3 separate regions of the Gossypium hirsutum genome follow, and all the other regions are linked to region 3. Evidence: chromatin contacts called from public Hi-C data. All regions are on one chromosome and are shown on one strand. Each heading gives the region's core, a stretch centred on a gene start, on an enhancer-like site or on the middle of the called end of the contact. The rest is flanking DNA. Distances are from core to core; before and after follow the strand shown. Region 1 has its middle 37 kb from the start of LOC121209957. Region 2 has its middle 3.5 kb from the start of LOC121210300. Region 3 holds the start of LOC107956267 (NADH--cytochrome b5 reductase 1).

Evidence for each region. A called contact is a pair of places that touch in the nucleus more often than the background predicts.
Region 1: a contact with region 3 is called in a Hi-C map of leaf, with 3 times the contacts expected there. The contact joins the enhancer-like site here to the promoter of LOC107956267 in region 3. A contact is called at or near these places in 3 of 34 Hi-C or Micro-C datasets (all in leaf).
Region 2: a Hi-C map of leaf shows a contact between it and region 3, with 2.4 times the contacts expected there. The contact joins the enhancer-like site here to the promoter of LOC107956267 in region 3. A contact is called at or near these places in 4 of 34 Hi-C or Micro-C datasets (anther and leaf).

Annotation. Positions count from the first base shown.
Region 1 is chrA11:91,762,526-91,765,225 of Gossypium_hirsutum_v2.1, reverse strand. No RefSeq gene overlaps it. Among protein-coding and RNA genes, the nearest start is that of LOC121209957, 37 kb to the left of the region's middle. Within about 2 kb of position 1,280, at least 9 of the 9 cell types and tissues checked have an H3K27ac peak or open chromatin away from gene starts, as enhancers often do. A contact at or near this core is called in leaf, where this site is marked.
Region 2 is chrA11:91,594,879-91,597,704 of Gossypium_hirsutum_v2.1, reverse strand. No RefSeq gene overlaps it. Among protein-coding and RNA genes, the nearest start is that of LOC121210300, 3.5 kb to the right of the region's middle. Within about 2 kb of position 1,449, at least 9 of the 9 cell types and tissues checked have an H3K27ac peak or open chromatin away from gene starts, as enhancers often do. A contact at or near this core is called in leaf, where this site is marked.
Region 3 is chrA11:91,051,427-91,054,375 of Gossypium_hirsutum_v2.1, reverse strand. It overlaps LOC107956267 (NADH--cytochrome b5 reductase 1), which reads left to right and starts at 1,271. Exons shown (of 7, transcript XM_041082251.1): 1 at 1,271-1,337; 2 at 1,454-1,544; 3 at 1,652-1,729; 4 at 2,096-2,176; 5 at 2,338-2,427. The coding sequence starts at 1,652.

The DNA of each region.
Region 1 (2,700 bases), core at 31-2,530, 710 kb before region 3:
AGAATTTCAAGTTTGACAGAGGATTTCCATCCAATACAAATTCCCCTTGAAAAACCTCTAGCTTCCACTCTATGTGAATACTGTAATCCTAATTTTACAATTACTTCGTCAGCTTTGCGGCCACTTACTCTCGGTTCTAATAAGCTAATAATGTCCGACTTGTGTTCCCTATTATACTCTTTAAAAGTACGAGAAAATTTCTCATTCGCACACCCTTGACAATTCTAGGAAAAAATCAAGATTCTAGAGTTCATTAAAATTAAATAAATGCGTATATCGGGTTACTTAATTACTGCCTATTCTCTGCATTGTCTCCTATTTTTCCTAATGTTCCACTAGGAATTTCATTTACCAGCCCTTGCTGGACTTGGGTTTGCAACAATTCAACCATATTACTGATAGATTCAGGGATTGAAATTTTTGAAGGGGAGACTTTAAAGGGGTTACCTTTTTTTTTGTTGACTTTGAGGTTTCTTCCTTTGTGGGGATTCCCTGTTTTTGCATTGTCGCGTACTGTTGATTCCACTGCTTAATTGGCTCCTGTTTTGGTTTTGATGTTCTGGGTATTTCCTTTGGTTGTGGGTTGATTATTTTCTTGGAAGAGAACTATTGAATGCTTATCAGCGTCTAGAATACTTGCTGTTGGTAGCTTCATAATTTCTTGAAAAGTTTGCGAATTTAACTGGGCAGAGCTTTCTTCGATAGCCCCCCAACATCCTTTTCAGGAGTTAAAATGCTAAAGTTATTTTGGAGGTCTGTAGAAGCAAGATTGAAAGATGTATTAATGTTGGGTGGTAGTTCCTGTCTTGATTTTTCCAGCAAGTTTAAGCTACGTAAGAAATTCACTTCTTTGCTATTAACTTCTTTGCTGGTTAGGTCTATTTGCTCCTTGTTTAAAGCCCTAGTTGCATCTTCTATTAGGCCTGGTCTGGTATTATTGATCTGTCTTTCATGAGACCCAGTAGCAGATTCTTTGGAGTGCCAAGTAGATTTATTACCAGTGCTGGCTTGGCCTTTTTAATCCCATCATGCTCTGTCAGTATTATGGAAGTTTGGTGGTGGCCAAGGCTTTGTGGTGGGCTGCTTATGTTTGCTGCTTTGACATAAATCAAAGGCCTTTGTGCTAAAATAGTTTTGTCTATTCGCACTTCTGTTTTGTTGCTGGGCCAAGAAGGGTCTGCAGTTTGTATTCCTGATTTTCGCCCATCATTAGGGTGTGTAAAGTGGTCAGATTGAAATGAGCCAACATCTTTTTCTGAGCCCGGCTTTAGAGGGTCAGTATTACCTTGTTCATAGTCCATTCTGGTTTCCTCGCCGCGAGCTTTAGGGAGCCCACTATCATCTATATTTTCCAGAACCTGGAATCTAGAGTTTCTTGCTGTTTTGGTTGCGCCGTCGCCCTCATGTTTCCATCCTGTTCTTCTAGTTTTCTTTGCCTTCCTTTCAACAAGCATCCATGGACCATATAATTCTCTATTTGAGTTTTCTGCTTTGTTTTCCTCCAATGGATGTCTTTGTCTCGTCTGATCTTCTGGGATATCCTCACCTATTCCTTCCAATCCCATCTCTTCTTTAGGGCAAATTTCTTTTGTGTAACCATAGTGCCCACACTGGAAGCAAACCATCGGAAGGTGCTCGTATTCTAATCGTTGTGTAACTCCATTAATAAGTGCCTGTGAAATCAAGGCCTTTCCTAGGTTAACAAATACTGCCATTCTCGCAAATCTCCCTCTTACTCCATTATCGGTGTTAAAATCTAATTTTTCTACTTTTCCTATTGTTTCTCCGATTTCCCGCAAGATTTTTCGCTTGTACATGTGCCCAGGTAACCCAGGAAGACGAATCCAGGCCATAACTATATTAGGGTACGGTTGAGCAGGATTAAATTCCATAGTCCACGGTTGTACTGTTAAGTACTGTCCAAAGACTACTAAGGCCCTTGGCTTAGAACTCTCTCATAGTCGTCTGGATTTTTGAATTTTGCCAGAAAATAACCATTCTCTACATCCATTAGGCGGAATGGCTGAGAGGGTTTCCAAAGTGAATAGACCTTATTCTGCAAAGCAGTATATCCTATATTCCTCCCCAACAATTTGATTACAACTGTAAGTTCCATGTGCTTAATGAGGATTTGATTGATTCGATCAGAAAATTTTATTGAGGGAATGCCATTGATTGTCGATCGCTCCACATCGTCCTTTGATAACTTTAAGTCATCCTCCTATTCTGGTCCTTCCGCGTTCGATGGGTCCCCAATCGGATGGAGCCCTTAGCCCATCAATCGATCTTTCCATGAAAGAGTTTTCCCATTTTCTATTGTTGCTTCCATATCGACTTCCCAATTTTCATCGATATCTCGCATTCGAACTTTCTTTGTTGATCGATTCGCTGGTTCGCCTTCATCGCTTCCTTGGTTCTCCGATAAGTCCATTCTGAAAAGTTGCTTATTATTTTTACAATTATAAGTTCATTTTAATATACCATAACAATTATTTTTTCTATCAAAAGCTATAAATGGTAAAATGACATTTTAATTTTTTGAACATATAAAATTTTCATCTTTTTAAAATATTTTATTATATTAAAAATTTAAATACATAAAATTATTAAAATATATTTAATATAAAAGATAAGTATAATTCAATAAATTTTAAAATAATAAAAATCAATCACAATTTTTTTCTCCAAAAAACATGGTCA
Region 2 (2,826 bases), core at 200-2,699, 540 kb before region 3:
AAAAACTGTGGTCAACAAACTTTTAGGGAGGAAGATAGGATACAATGCCTTATGGAACAAAGTCTGTTCGTTGTGGAAACCATCTATACGACTCCAGCTTATGGATATTGAAAATGTCAATTTTCTAGCTAAGTTTGAATCTTTTGTGGATTATAGTAACATTCTTTTGAATGGTCCATGGGTGATTTACGGTTAGTATCTGACGGTTCAACCTTAAACGAAGCAATTTTCTGCATTATAATTGTTCCCCATTAGTGTTGTTGCATGGGTCCGTACACTGGGTTTATCAGGATCATTGTATAAGAGAAGTACTCTCCAGGCTATTGGTGAAATGGTGGGGAATGTAATCAAAATTGATTTAACGACGGATAAAAGAGTAAGGGGTCAGTTTGCCCGATTTGCAGTTCAAATTGACTTAAAGAAGCCGCTTGTTTCTAGAATAAGAATTGCTAGTAGGATCCACATAGTAGAGTATAGATCTCTTCCAACAATTTGTTTTGGCTGTGGCACTTTTGGACACTTGAAAGGAGGCTGTCCTTAATCAAAGATAGTGGAGGATATGGAGAAAGGATCGGGTGAAGCTAAGGATCCTGTTAGATTGGATCAACATGTACATCAATTCAAGAACGGGTTGAGAATGAAAGGTTCGGTGAGTGGATGATTGTGGATCGTCAGAATCGTAGACAAAATCGAAGGAACGATGATGGATAAGAGAGTGGAAATGGAAACAATCTTTTCGGATCTTGATTTAATATTCTTTCCAAAATAGGTGTCTCACAGGATGAAACAACTAGAATGGTGCAAGTATTTTTAATTTCAGGAAACATAAGGAACAAAGAGTTAATTTACTTGCTAAATTTTCAGGTGAGGGTCAAGAAAAGCTCACTGAATCTATTATAAAGATTATGAATGGGAGAAAATTTGATGGGAGTAATAAAGGGAAGAATATTAAAGCTAAAAGTCATAAAAAGTGGGTTATGGGTGTTAAAGGGTAGGCTAATAAACAGGCTGTGGGAGGGCATAGAATGGGGAATCAGGGGATGGAATTAAGAAGTCTGGGATGAGTTCTGAAACTCTCAAGATTGGGCCAAAAGTGGGGTCTAGGCTACCTAAATTTGGTACCAATGGTAACCAAGGAATATTGGATCGAAAATTTCACACAGTTCATATTTTCAAAGAAAACTATAACCCAAATGATCTAATTGGTTCTTCTCCTCTTATGGGAAATGAACTAGGAATAAAAAAAAATGTTATTCCTCATTCTGCACTCCCTCCTTTTTTGAAGGAAAATAGGAGTAATAATACTCTGAACTTTGGGTTTAGAGGGGATGAGGAAACTCTTGATGGCTTGGCTGGCATGGTTCTTATTTGATAGGTTATCCAAGGTACGGTGGATCGTTTGGAGGTGGAGGATAGAGATGCAGACACGCGAGAGGGGAACACAGAACTGGTAGTGTTGGACTAGGCTGATAGTGGACAGATTCTGGGTCGACCACCGCGAGTGGACCATGGGGGTGAAAGTGACGCGACACTCATGAACGATTCATTAGATGAATGATGGTGTCCTCAAAGGTTTGGTCTTTTTTTTAATTCTGATTTTTATAATGTCAAAAAATTTTGTATGGAACTGCCAAGGTGTTGGGTATCCTAATTTTGGCAGAATTATGAAGGAGTATTTACGCGAAGTAGATCCTTGTATTGTGGTTTTGATGGAAACCCGAAATAGTAGTTTAAAAGCAGATACAATGATTAAAATTATTGATCTGCCTTATTCTCATCGGGTGGAAGCTGTGGGATATTCGGGTGGTATTTGGGTTCTGCGGAAAGATAATATTCATGTTGAAGTTATGGTTAATCATATGCAATTTACTCGCACGAAAATTAAATTTGATGATGTTATAGATTAGGTGCTCTTTATAGGTGTTTATGGGAGTCCTAATAAAAATTTGAGGAAAGATTTATGGTATGGCCTAAGCTGTATTGCTAAGAATATTAGTCTTCCTTGGTTGATTGCTGGGGATTTTAATGCTTTGCTTAATGAGGATTAGAAAAAAGGTGGCTTGAAAAGGGTTGTTGCTAGTTGTCCGGCTTTCCAACAGGTATGCTCAGTTTGTGAGTTGAAGGATATTGGATTTAGAGGTCCCAAATTCACTTGGAATAGACGGAATATATTTGAGCATCTTGATAGAGCCTTATGCAATTCTCGCTGGGAGCTAATGTTTCCGTATATTTTTGTTTTTCATATGCTGATAATTGGAAACACGAAAATTTACGCATTTTTACATACCTTTTTTTAGCTTAAAATTATACCGTTTCAATTAAATTCTTGTCGAAAAATAATTAATTTTCATAAAATAATTAAATTATACTTAAAATATTAACATGATGAATTTTAGTTAATTTTATAATTAATTTTGAGTAATTTTGCTTATTTTCGACAAAATTACGTAAATGGCGAAAAATGGCTCGACAGACACTGCTTGAAGCACAAAATTTAAAAGCAATTAGAAGTATCAAGGCAAATTAATTTCCAGCCTAAGACAGTCCAATTATGTGTATTAATTCATAATATAATTAATTTTAATTTATACCCAATTTAATTTAGGCTAAATAAATTAATATTAATTAATTATGGAAAAAGTGGTCCAGTTGAACCGAACCGATTAAAGTGAACAGGCCATAGATTGGGCAGCCCAAAACCAGCCATATGCTGACCCAAATCAGCTTATTAACTGAATAATTAAGCTTGCAAAGAAGCCCTTGAAGTCTTGTCAAAGTTGCATTCAAACCCCTCCATAGTTGGTGGATTTTTGGATTTGCCCCAAG
Region 3 (2,949 bases), core at 22-2,521:
CTCTCCGAACCAGCGATACCCTTGGCGATGAACCTCAGATGTCAATGGTTTCAAACATTCATTTTCAACATCAAAATATTGTGATTCAAAGACCTCACTCTCCCAATAAATCGTACCCTTAAGAAAACCCCTTGATAAAATTTCATACCCTCTTCCCAACTGAAATTGATTTTTCGGTAACTCCAATGACAGTTTTGTGATGAATATATGTCAATAAAATATTCAGCTTTCCTCTCCATCTTCATCCCCATCTCCATCTCCATCCCCATCTCCTCCAATATTAAATAACGTCTCTGTTGCCAAACTGAAATAATTTTGTAATAAGATGATTTAAGAGGGTCAAAAGCAAGATTAACCCCACACAGCTCATACTGTTTAAATATAGGGAATGGAAGAGGGAGCATCTTAAATTTCCTGGTAGCAGGGTTACAGATAAAAACCTTACACAAACAAACATAAGGATTTTTACTGAAGGAATCGCAAAGAAGCAAGCCTTGACACGATTGCAATATCTAGTTGAGGAGATCTATAAAATCTCAGCAGGGGACTTGGATGCAGTCACGAGTTAAAGGAAGGAATCCCAATGACATCGAGGAATACAGCACGAGGGTTGAGAGAAGCTTTGGCATGCCAGGAGCGAATGTGGGCGAGGCTAAACTTTTTGCTAGAAATAAGATACATCCATTGTTTCGACACCGCCTTGTATCTCAGAAGCGATTTTGTGGGCAATTTAAGAAAGATTTCAGTTAAAAGATCTTCATTGTATCTTATTCGCTGTCTAAAGTTGAAACCCATCGTCGTTATTTTCGTCTCGTATCTAAACTTGAAACCCTTTATTTATTTACAGGTGATCCCTGAGTGGAGGTGTAAACGACTTTTGACTACTCAAGAATTTTAATCTGAGTGGAAAACAACCTTCGAAGATGTACTTCAATTTTCTTTTTAGGGAGGATACGAAATTCTAATAAGACCACAACTCAAAACTCTTCAGCAAAATATCCTATTACACGTGGAGTTGAGTTGGTGAGATATATATATATTTTTTTAAATTTTGTTAGTTATTCACTTAATGTATTATTTAATAAAATTACTTAATAAAATTACTAGTATAATTTTATTTTATTATATTATATTTTATAATTTTTTTAAAAGGGACTGATTTATTATTTCACACAAGGTCTAAAAATATCAAGAATGGACCTAAGCAGAAGGAAGTCTAAAAATATCAAGAATGGACCTAAGCAGAAGGAAGTCATAATGTGACAGAAGTTGACATTTGAACTTCCTACTCCTACTTTAGTTTTGGGTCTTCCCATCGAACAGCATATATGTTGCAGGTTCAGTTTATTGTATTCATCCTTTTTGTATTTCTTCTTATATTATGGTTTTAGATACTTCCCAAATGCTTGCGAACTGGACTAGTATGCAAGTTAGATGCTTCTCATCTTAACAGGGGCAAGGATAGCCAAGGTGAGGAGGTTATTAAACCATATACGCCTACTACATTGGATTCTGATGTTGGTCATTTTGAATTAGTTATTAAGGTACTTTCCTAAAATTTCTTGCTGGTTAGAGTGAACTTTAGTGTGATATTTATATATACGAGTGTTCCCATCTTCTAACTGTATGATGGAAATTTTCTTGTAAGTAGATGTATCCTCAAGGAAGGATGTTACACCATTTCAGAGAGTTGTGTGTTGGTGATTATCTTGCTGTGAAGGGTCCCAAGGTATACAGTTTCTTAAATATGAATTCATAGAGTGCTCTTGTCTATAGTGTACTCCATTACATTTCCTGCATGTTTCTTTGTTAACATTGCTTTTGATGTTAGCAACAACTTTTTTTTCAGGCGAGCTACTTATCTTGCTTTTATTGCAACCTGAAATATTAGATTATCTCCATAAATTGCAACCTTACCATTGCAATGCATTTCCTATAGAATACAAACACATCATGTTTGTTTAAACGCTTTCCTTGTATTATCGAAGGCTTGCTGCCTAGGGCTTTTTTTTGCCTTGTCTGAATCTTGTTCAACTTGAGAATTCACCTTTGATTATAATTTTCTTAATGTTGTTCCATGAATTGTTTCTTCCAGGGGCGGTTCAGGTATCAACCTGGTCAAGTTAGAGCATTTGGGATGATTGCTGGAGGCTCTGGCATTACTCCAATGTTCCAAGTATGTCAATCATTTGTCAACTAGTTCTTCTTTTAATGTATTTGGTCCTATTAGAGACATGTTGCCTTTTCACATGTTTTTATTTTTAGCCTATTGCAAAATTTTAAATATTTGTATAACATGTCTCCGATATTTGTTTTCTGGTTTTGGTTTGTGATTAGGTAGCCAGAGCCATATTGGAGAACCCAAAAGACATGACAAACGTACACCTTATTTATGCCAATGTTACATATGAGGACATTCTTTTGAAGGTATTTTACTTTCTACTTTGTTTATTATCTTTCAACGACTCAATTGGTCCAAAGTAACAAACCCCGGACAGGCTTCTTCTGTCTTCCATTGTGGAGAACAGAATAGCCTGTCTCTACGAGCAATGCTGAGCTATATTGGGCCCTGAATGGAATTGTGTACTAGGCCTGACCCTTTTGTATGGTGCAGCAGGGTCGGAGCATATGATTGGCCCAAACCCTTGTTTATGTCCTTTTTTTTTTTTTTTTTGATGTTGCCAAGGTTTGACCCCTGGTCTCTGGAACTAAGAGTCCAACACTCTACCAACAGATCACATGCCTGTTGGTGCTTATATCTTACCCCGGGCAGGACCTTTAGGGTCACCTCGTATGACTTGGAATGACTCGAACTTTTAGTTTATTTTATAATAAAAAACATCATGGTGGATTTTATAATTTCCATTCCATGTTATCATTATTATAGACCACATTCCAAGTTTCCTTGAATAGATTTATTTATTTTTGAATGTTGTACATTCAATGTGC